2 separate regions of the Bactrocera dorsalis genome follow, and region 1 is linked to region 2. Evidence: chromatin contacts called from public Hi-C data. All regions are on one chromosome and are shown on one strand. The core of a region is the stretch at or near the end of the contact, and the rest is flanking DNA. Distances in the headings are between cores, read along the strand shown.

Region 1 (3,296 bases), core at 533-3,032, 45 kb after region 2:
CATAATGGTTATAAAAAATGTTATACAAAAAAGGATTTGGTATCTTTCATCATTTCCATACATACTATGTACTTTATTTACGTAAAAATATATTTTTAATGCAAAAGTACAAACATATAACACATACATATGTATGTATGTACTTATACCGGCGCTGAGATTAAATTTATGTACATACATATGTATGTTCATACATATACGTCACAGACAACCATAGCAACAAACCATATTCTACAGCAGAAGGCACATACTTCTTCGCATTCTTTAAATAAAAGCCACGAGCCGTACAATAACTCGACAACAACAGCAACGATATGCGAAATTCTTTATGTAGATATGAATGAAGTATTTTTAGATATGTAGGTAAATATCAGCCGGTTGTGAGCACTTTAAAACATGTTAATTTCAGTAGCACAAGTTAGATTAGATTCTTATATGTAATCATAATCACTTAGAACAATGTCTACCAAGTGGTCGCAAGAACATTTTGAGCTACATATATGAATATGAACCAAGCAAGCATGGTAATGAATAAAAACTTATTTTATTTACATATATAAATTGTAACTTTTTCAAATAACTCAACTCAAATAATTATAAAAGAAAAATATGCCCAGCCAGCGAATATTCTTCTTATTTTCAATGACAAAATCGGCTCATGGGAAACTCTCTGCTAACAATACACTTGTGCCCAACTTGAGGTCAGCTAGAAAAAAGTATATACATGACAAGGCGTAGCCAAGGCGAAATACTAATTTGCATGCAATTTGTAAAATACTTTCCTGTATATGGTACATACCTCTTCCTGGCGAGCTTCCACTTTTGTATGAATATCTACTTGATTTTGCGGCTGGCGTCTGACAAATTCACAGCCAACCAACTGGGCGTTCACACCCCTTTTTATTATAATTTAATTTTAATTATTATTATATATTTTGTATGTATAGTGGCATTTCAAAGCGACATCGCCAACAGTGCCAACGCCGTCATAAGTGAGTACCACACAGTCCCCGTATGCAATTTGTCACTAATTTTATCGTTATTGCTATTTTCTTGCTTAGCCAGACTTTCTATTTGCCACAGAAAATATTCAGAATATCTATCACAAGATTTCTTTCAACAATTATGCAGCGTTTCTTGCTTGCCTCACAATATCAACACATTTCCAAATTTGTATGTATTTATGTATTTATACACACGCGATATATGCACAATTTTTGAAATTTTCACTTTTACGACCATTGAAAACACATCAAATTTGATTAGTATTTTTTTTTTATTAAGAATTTTTGTTAATAAATTGTGTATCTTTATTTTACAATTTATTTATTTCGTTTGTATATATTTATAAAACACTTCACTTACTTCAATTTTTATAAATGTATAAAAATGTTTGGAAATCGACTGAAGTGAAAAATCAAAGCGTGAAAAACGATGCACAAAGGTAAAGCAACTACAACGGCGTCAACGGGAAAACTCAAATGTCCGCTTATTTCTTAACCAATTGGCTTTGCAATGTCTGATTTTTTCCACTTGCACTATACAATTGAAAATGCTGCAAGCGAAAATCGTATGGAAAACCAACGGCTGCAAACCAAAGGCGGTGAAGCAGCGGCAAAAATATAAAATAATAATAAAGGGAAACAGCAATGACAGAAAAAGCGAACGGGCAAAGAAAGAAAAGAACAATAAGCAGCATTGCCAGCAGCAAAATATATGATATGTGAACAAAACTTACTCTACAATTTGAAGCAGCGCTGTCGTTTGAAATTTTTCAAAGTAACTGTTCCCAATTGAACTGTTTAATGTGTTGCATGAATTTTAATATTATGCAAACGCTTATACCGCTTTGTTGTTATTAATTATAATCTATGAGAGCTTCTTACGAGCTTTAACGATCTACGCAAGCTTTTTATTGCTTTATTTATTAAGTACCTCACCAGAAATATCTGGCAAGGACGAAACCTCCGTAGACAAATTATAACTACCTGATTTCCGCTGCCGTTCTGGTCATCATGTTTATCTTGCTTGTCTTATATTATATATTTGAATTTATATATTGTACACATTTTGCATGTGAAAAACGTTGTTGCAACATATCAATATTTTGCAACTAGGAATACTTTTTACATTCCGTTTCCACGAAGGCGAATGGAAATATGGAAAGTAACTGTCAAGCCGCCAGCCATATTGTATGTCAATCGGCCATCTTTAATAAATTTTAAATTGCGAAAGGTTAGTTTTTAACTAAATTTAATTTTGATACTACTAGGCTATAGCGCAATAAACAATTTACATAAATAATCTGTAGTTGTTTTGAAATATCTGTAAAGGTATATTAAAGATTGATAAAAACAAGTGCTTAGGAGAATTGCTATTGGACTTGCTCTATAGAAAATTTGAATTTTAATGGAAGCTGCGTTGTGCTTACACACAAGTTTACATATGTATATACTCACTTAGATATATGTGCATGCATTTGTCGTTACATTCATTTATGGTGGCAGAGGCAAAAACTACTGAGCATTCTTTTAACTGCGGCACCGAACAACTTACCATTTTCATTACACACAGTTAAGTAAAACTTTTATTTGGTTAGTTAAGTTTAGTTTATTTGTATATATTTATGTATAACTTGCATTATGTAAGTACAATTAATTATGTATATATAATTTATCATCATTATACCATTTTTATCATTTCTTATATGACTTCAACTCATCATCCGCTTTCCGCGACAATTGTTTTTCCAGTTTATTGTGTTTCAACTTCAGTTAATAGTTATCGATACATACAAAGTATCAATAATCGACGTTCATTTGCAATATTGCAGGAATGTAAAAATATGAAATTATTATTGTTTTTACGTGTGAAGTGAGTGGAAAAATGTTTAAGTAAAGTAAAGATTTGTAGCAAGTATTGTAGTAATTTTCCTTTTTGTTTGGTGTTAGCTGTCATTATGTAAAGCTGTTAATAATATATTATCGATTTGCTAGATTTTATTTATATTTTCTGTTCAACCACATCCTGCAGGTCTTGTTACCTACATATTTATGTATGTATGTATTTGTAACGCACACTATTTCTAACAAATATGCAACATTGTGAAACGGCTTTTTGTCATTATCTATTTATTTACAAAATGCAATTTACTCCCCTGTACGTTCATAATGCAGACATTCATTATTGATATATATTTCATTTATGTTTTATGTATTGTATAATTATTTCGCTTCATATTAAATTTTTTTAAATACCTTTTCAGAATTCACAGTTACTCAATCAATTATTGATAT
Region 2 (3,689 bases), core at 473-2,972:
GAGGCGGGCTCCAGTTTTAGAGATTTTCTGCAAATAAAAAATTATTATTATATTATGAATAGCGAACGAAATAAATAATAATAATAAACTCACTTGTATTGATCCTCTTCGAAGATGTTCTGCAACTCTTCAATATAGCGTATGGATGTCAAATACTTTTGTGTTGCCTCAATTGGCATTATATGCGTGTAGTCTGACTGTTGATAATTGGCAATGACGCGCAAAATATTATTCATTTTATTGCGGCGCTGTTCGGGTTCGAGTCCACCCTTATGTGGATGTGCCAAATCAATATAAATTAGATCGGTCAGGAATAAACCCAAATAGGGTATGCATGGTAGGCGTAGACTCTCCAAATAGGCACGTAAATTCTCCCAATTATTTTGATCGCTGAATATATCGCTTAGTCGTTCAAATGCTTGCCGATCCTTTTTGGAGAGGCAAGCCCAAGTCTTTTTCAAACGGAAAATGCTGGCACTTTGCATGGCGGAAATGATGGCGAACAGCGAATGCAGATTGTTCAGTTCGTGCAGTTTTTTGGACACCTGTTGGAAAGCGGAGTTTGTAGAAATAAATTAAGTCATTAATATAAAATTTTATAAAAATATTTGAAAATTATTTTTATTGTTAATAATAAGTAATTTAATTTTAGTAACTAAGTTTTCTACAGCAGCAACGAATCGGAACTGAATTTTATTTAAGTAGTAATCAGTTAGACTGTACTGCATAGAAGACACCGGGATTAAGTCCAGCCAAGGACCCCAGTAGTATTAAGTGAAAGCTTTGGCTACTATGAAAACAATATGTCGTTGGAACGAAGATTCCACCTCGTCGACAAAATATCAAAAATTGGTAAACTAGAACTTAATTTTTTTCTGGTACCTAAAATTTATATAGTATAAAAAACTCGAAATTGAGTGTCTTATTGATTACGCTTCATTACTTCAAATTACATACATACATACATAATATTATATATGTTCAACATTTTCAGGTTCTGCGCTCAGATATAAACCAGCTTTAACCAATATTAAAATTTTTTTTCACTCATGCCCCATTTATTTCGTGTTTCATTCATGCCACTGTAAATTTCCGAAAATGTTGTTACGTTATTTTGCATTCCAAGTGACGAAATGCTTCCAATTGTTTAACAGAAAATACTATTACCAAATTTAATAGGCACCTAACCTCACATATAGTATGTAGCTTAATGCTTTAATAATCACAATAATTAATTAACCTCACTAGTACCTCCAAATAAACCCTATTTAACCGAACTTTTCCTCACCTTAATGAAGTGTGTCAGTATTTCGGCACGTTGCTTTGGCTGTTCGCCACTCAATATCTCCTGCACAGTCCAAAAGCTGGTGTGATTGAAACGTTTCGTAAATGCAACAATATTCGGTGTGACGACGTGTTTGTCCTTCTTCGTCCAAGCGCAACTGGTCAGCTCGTCCGGTTGTATGGCAGCGAAGATGGGAAAATCCAAGAGCGTAATCTGATTGGCCAACTCATCAGCCGGCACGCGTAGCGCATTCAAAATGACCGCATCCAAATTGTTCATAGACGAACGTGCGGGCAGACTTTGACTTTTGCCGGGCGGTGGTGCGGTGCTGTGAGCGAGTATAAAAAACATTATGATTAGACAAATAAACTTACAAGCTGACACATTGCACATATGACACACGAGCTTATTACATGAGCAGCCACTTACCCAACACAGTAGTAGCAACCCGGCGAGCCCGGCGATGAGGACAACGAATTCAGGCAGCCGATGGAATTCTTGCGACGACTACTTTTCACATGCATTGTCTTGCTGGCGATTGCTTGCGTCAACTGCTCGGCATCGAATTGACAACTCTGCGTTGAGCGTGTACTATCCTTGCGTGGACGCATGTAGGAAATGGTTGCGGCGCCATCATGACTACCGTTACGCCCACACGAATAACGTTTGGAATTGCGTAAGCCGGCTGAGTGTTGTTGGCCGCAATTGCTCATCGAATTAGTGTAGTCGGCGTGGTGATGCTGTGGCTGTTGCTCCTGTTGTGAATTCAATTGTTGTTGTTGGTACTGTTGCTGTTCTTGCTGTTTAAGGTGTTGGTGATGATGGTTGGCGGTGTATGTTGGTGGTGCCATGCAACCGCTGCTAGCATTGGAATGAGTGTCACTGCGCGGCGAATCTTCACGTAAATTCTTATAGATATACTCCTCGCCCAGCTGCGAGGATAAATGTGAACGTAAGTAGGTATTTTTACAATAACAAGTGCGAAAGTCTATAAAAATGGCTTAGCAGTTACTACTTACTTCAACGTAACGCAAACTATCCGTCGATAATTCTCTGGAGATTTCCGAGTAACGCATCATGGCATGTGGGGTGTGGGGAAATGCATGCGGAAGCTCCGCAATGTAGGCAATGGGTGGCTGTTGTTATATGCGCACAGTTTTACACACGACGTTGAGTTTCACACTTTAGGCAGGGTGGGAAAGGGTCTCCTTTGTGTCTGATGCAATCACGTGTACAATGAAGTCACTCAGGCGTAAAGTGATATCTGTAAAAAGAGAGAAAAAATTTAATTTAGTTATGAACAGAAACGAAGAATTTTTTGCATTGAATGAGCGGAATCAAGATTAATAAAATATAAGTATATACATATGTACATATATAAGTACATATAAATAATAATTTTGTGAAATTAAATAGAAAATTAATTCAATTAATCATTATATAGTACGCCGTAAGTAGCGACCAGGCTCGGTGGGAATCAAATATTAAATACCCGCATATCCGTCAGGTGCATGAAATATTTCGAGATTTCGCCAAAAAATTTTAATGAAATATTTCGGTTCAAATAAAAAACCGTTAATAAATATCCTTTGCACTTATTGTATTTTCAGCAACATGCATATGCACCTATTTTCAAATAATCGGACTAAGGGTTAGCAGTATATTCAGCATATGAGGACTAATGGAAACTAGACCGATCTTACCAAGTTTTGACATTCCGTTAAGTGAATAATCTTAATTAGAAAACCTAAATATTGACCGATATATACATGTAAGTACATATATCAAGGCTAAAGTCAACAAGATTTAGGTTAGGTTAATCTGGTAGGCCAATAAGCCAGGCATAGACCAGATGGAGTTCAGTTGCTAGGTCCATGAGGAGTAGTCATACTTTAGGATGCCTTACAGCGCAATCTTGCAAGATGCTTCATTGTGTCCCTGGCGCCTTGCTATACATAAATATTTTCTGAAGTCTTCTCGATCTGTCAGCCCCATTTTGCGAGCCTGTGACGCCATCAGACTGATCAGTTAGTAACGGAAATGATCTGTTGCGGTAAATATGTACATGGAATCAATGGATTCCATGTTAAAGACCACGACAAAAGGTCAATTGCAAAATTGAATAAGCTCATATTCGGAGATTAGTTAAAGATATTGACCTACATATTTCGAATATTTTTGATAAGTAGTTCCTCATTTTTGCTATATTTCTATTAATTTTTTGATCCTTGAGTTTTGAAACCGTCAAAGAGAACATTGTGAAACCGTTCCAACAACAGTCGGATGCACGTAACCCGAACGGAGCTGGATTTTTAACCGACCATAAATGTTATAGGAAAATGTTTAAGGGAAAAGTAACATATTCAAAGTTAAACAATAAAGTTCATTAAATTGTAAAAAAAAA

The links. Hi-C and Micro-C count contacts between places; a contact is called where the count stands out from the background.
Region 1: a contact with region 2 is called in a Hi-C map of whole body, with 4 times the contacts expected there. The contact joins the promoter of LOC105222418 here to the enhancer-like site in region 2. A contact is called at or near these places in 2 of 2 Hi-C or Micro-C datasets (both in whole body).

Annotation. Positions count from the first base shown.
Region 1 is chr3:61,079,179-61,082,474 of ASM2337382v1, forward strand. LOC105222418 (ras-specific guanine nucleotide-releasing factor RalGPS1) reads right to left here and starts at 1,783. Exons shown (of 8, transcript XM_049453952.1): 1 at 800-1,783.
Region 2 is chr3:61,034,634-61,038,322 of ASM2337382v1, forward strand. LOC105222418 (ras-specific guanine nucleotide-releasing factor RalGPS1) reads right to left here. Exons shown (of 8, transcript XM_049453952.1): 2 at 2,305-2,549; 3 at 1,715-2,217; 4 at 1,289-1,613; 5 at 94-545; 6 at 1-27. The coding sequence starts at 2,364. Among protein-coding and RNA genes, the nearest start is that of LOC105222419, 13 kb to the left of the region's middle. Within about 2 kb of position 1,723, the one cell type or tissue checked has open chromatin away from gene starts, as enhancers often do.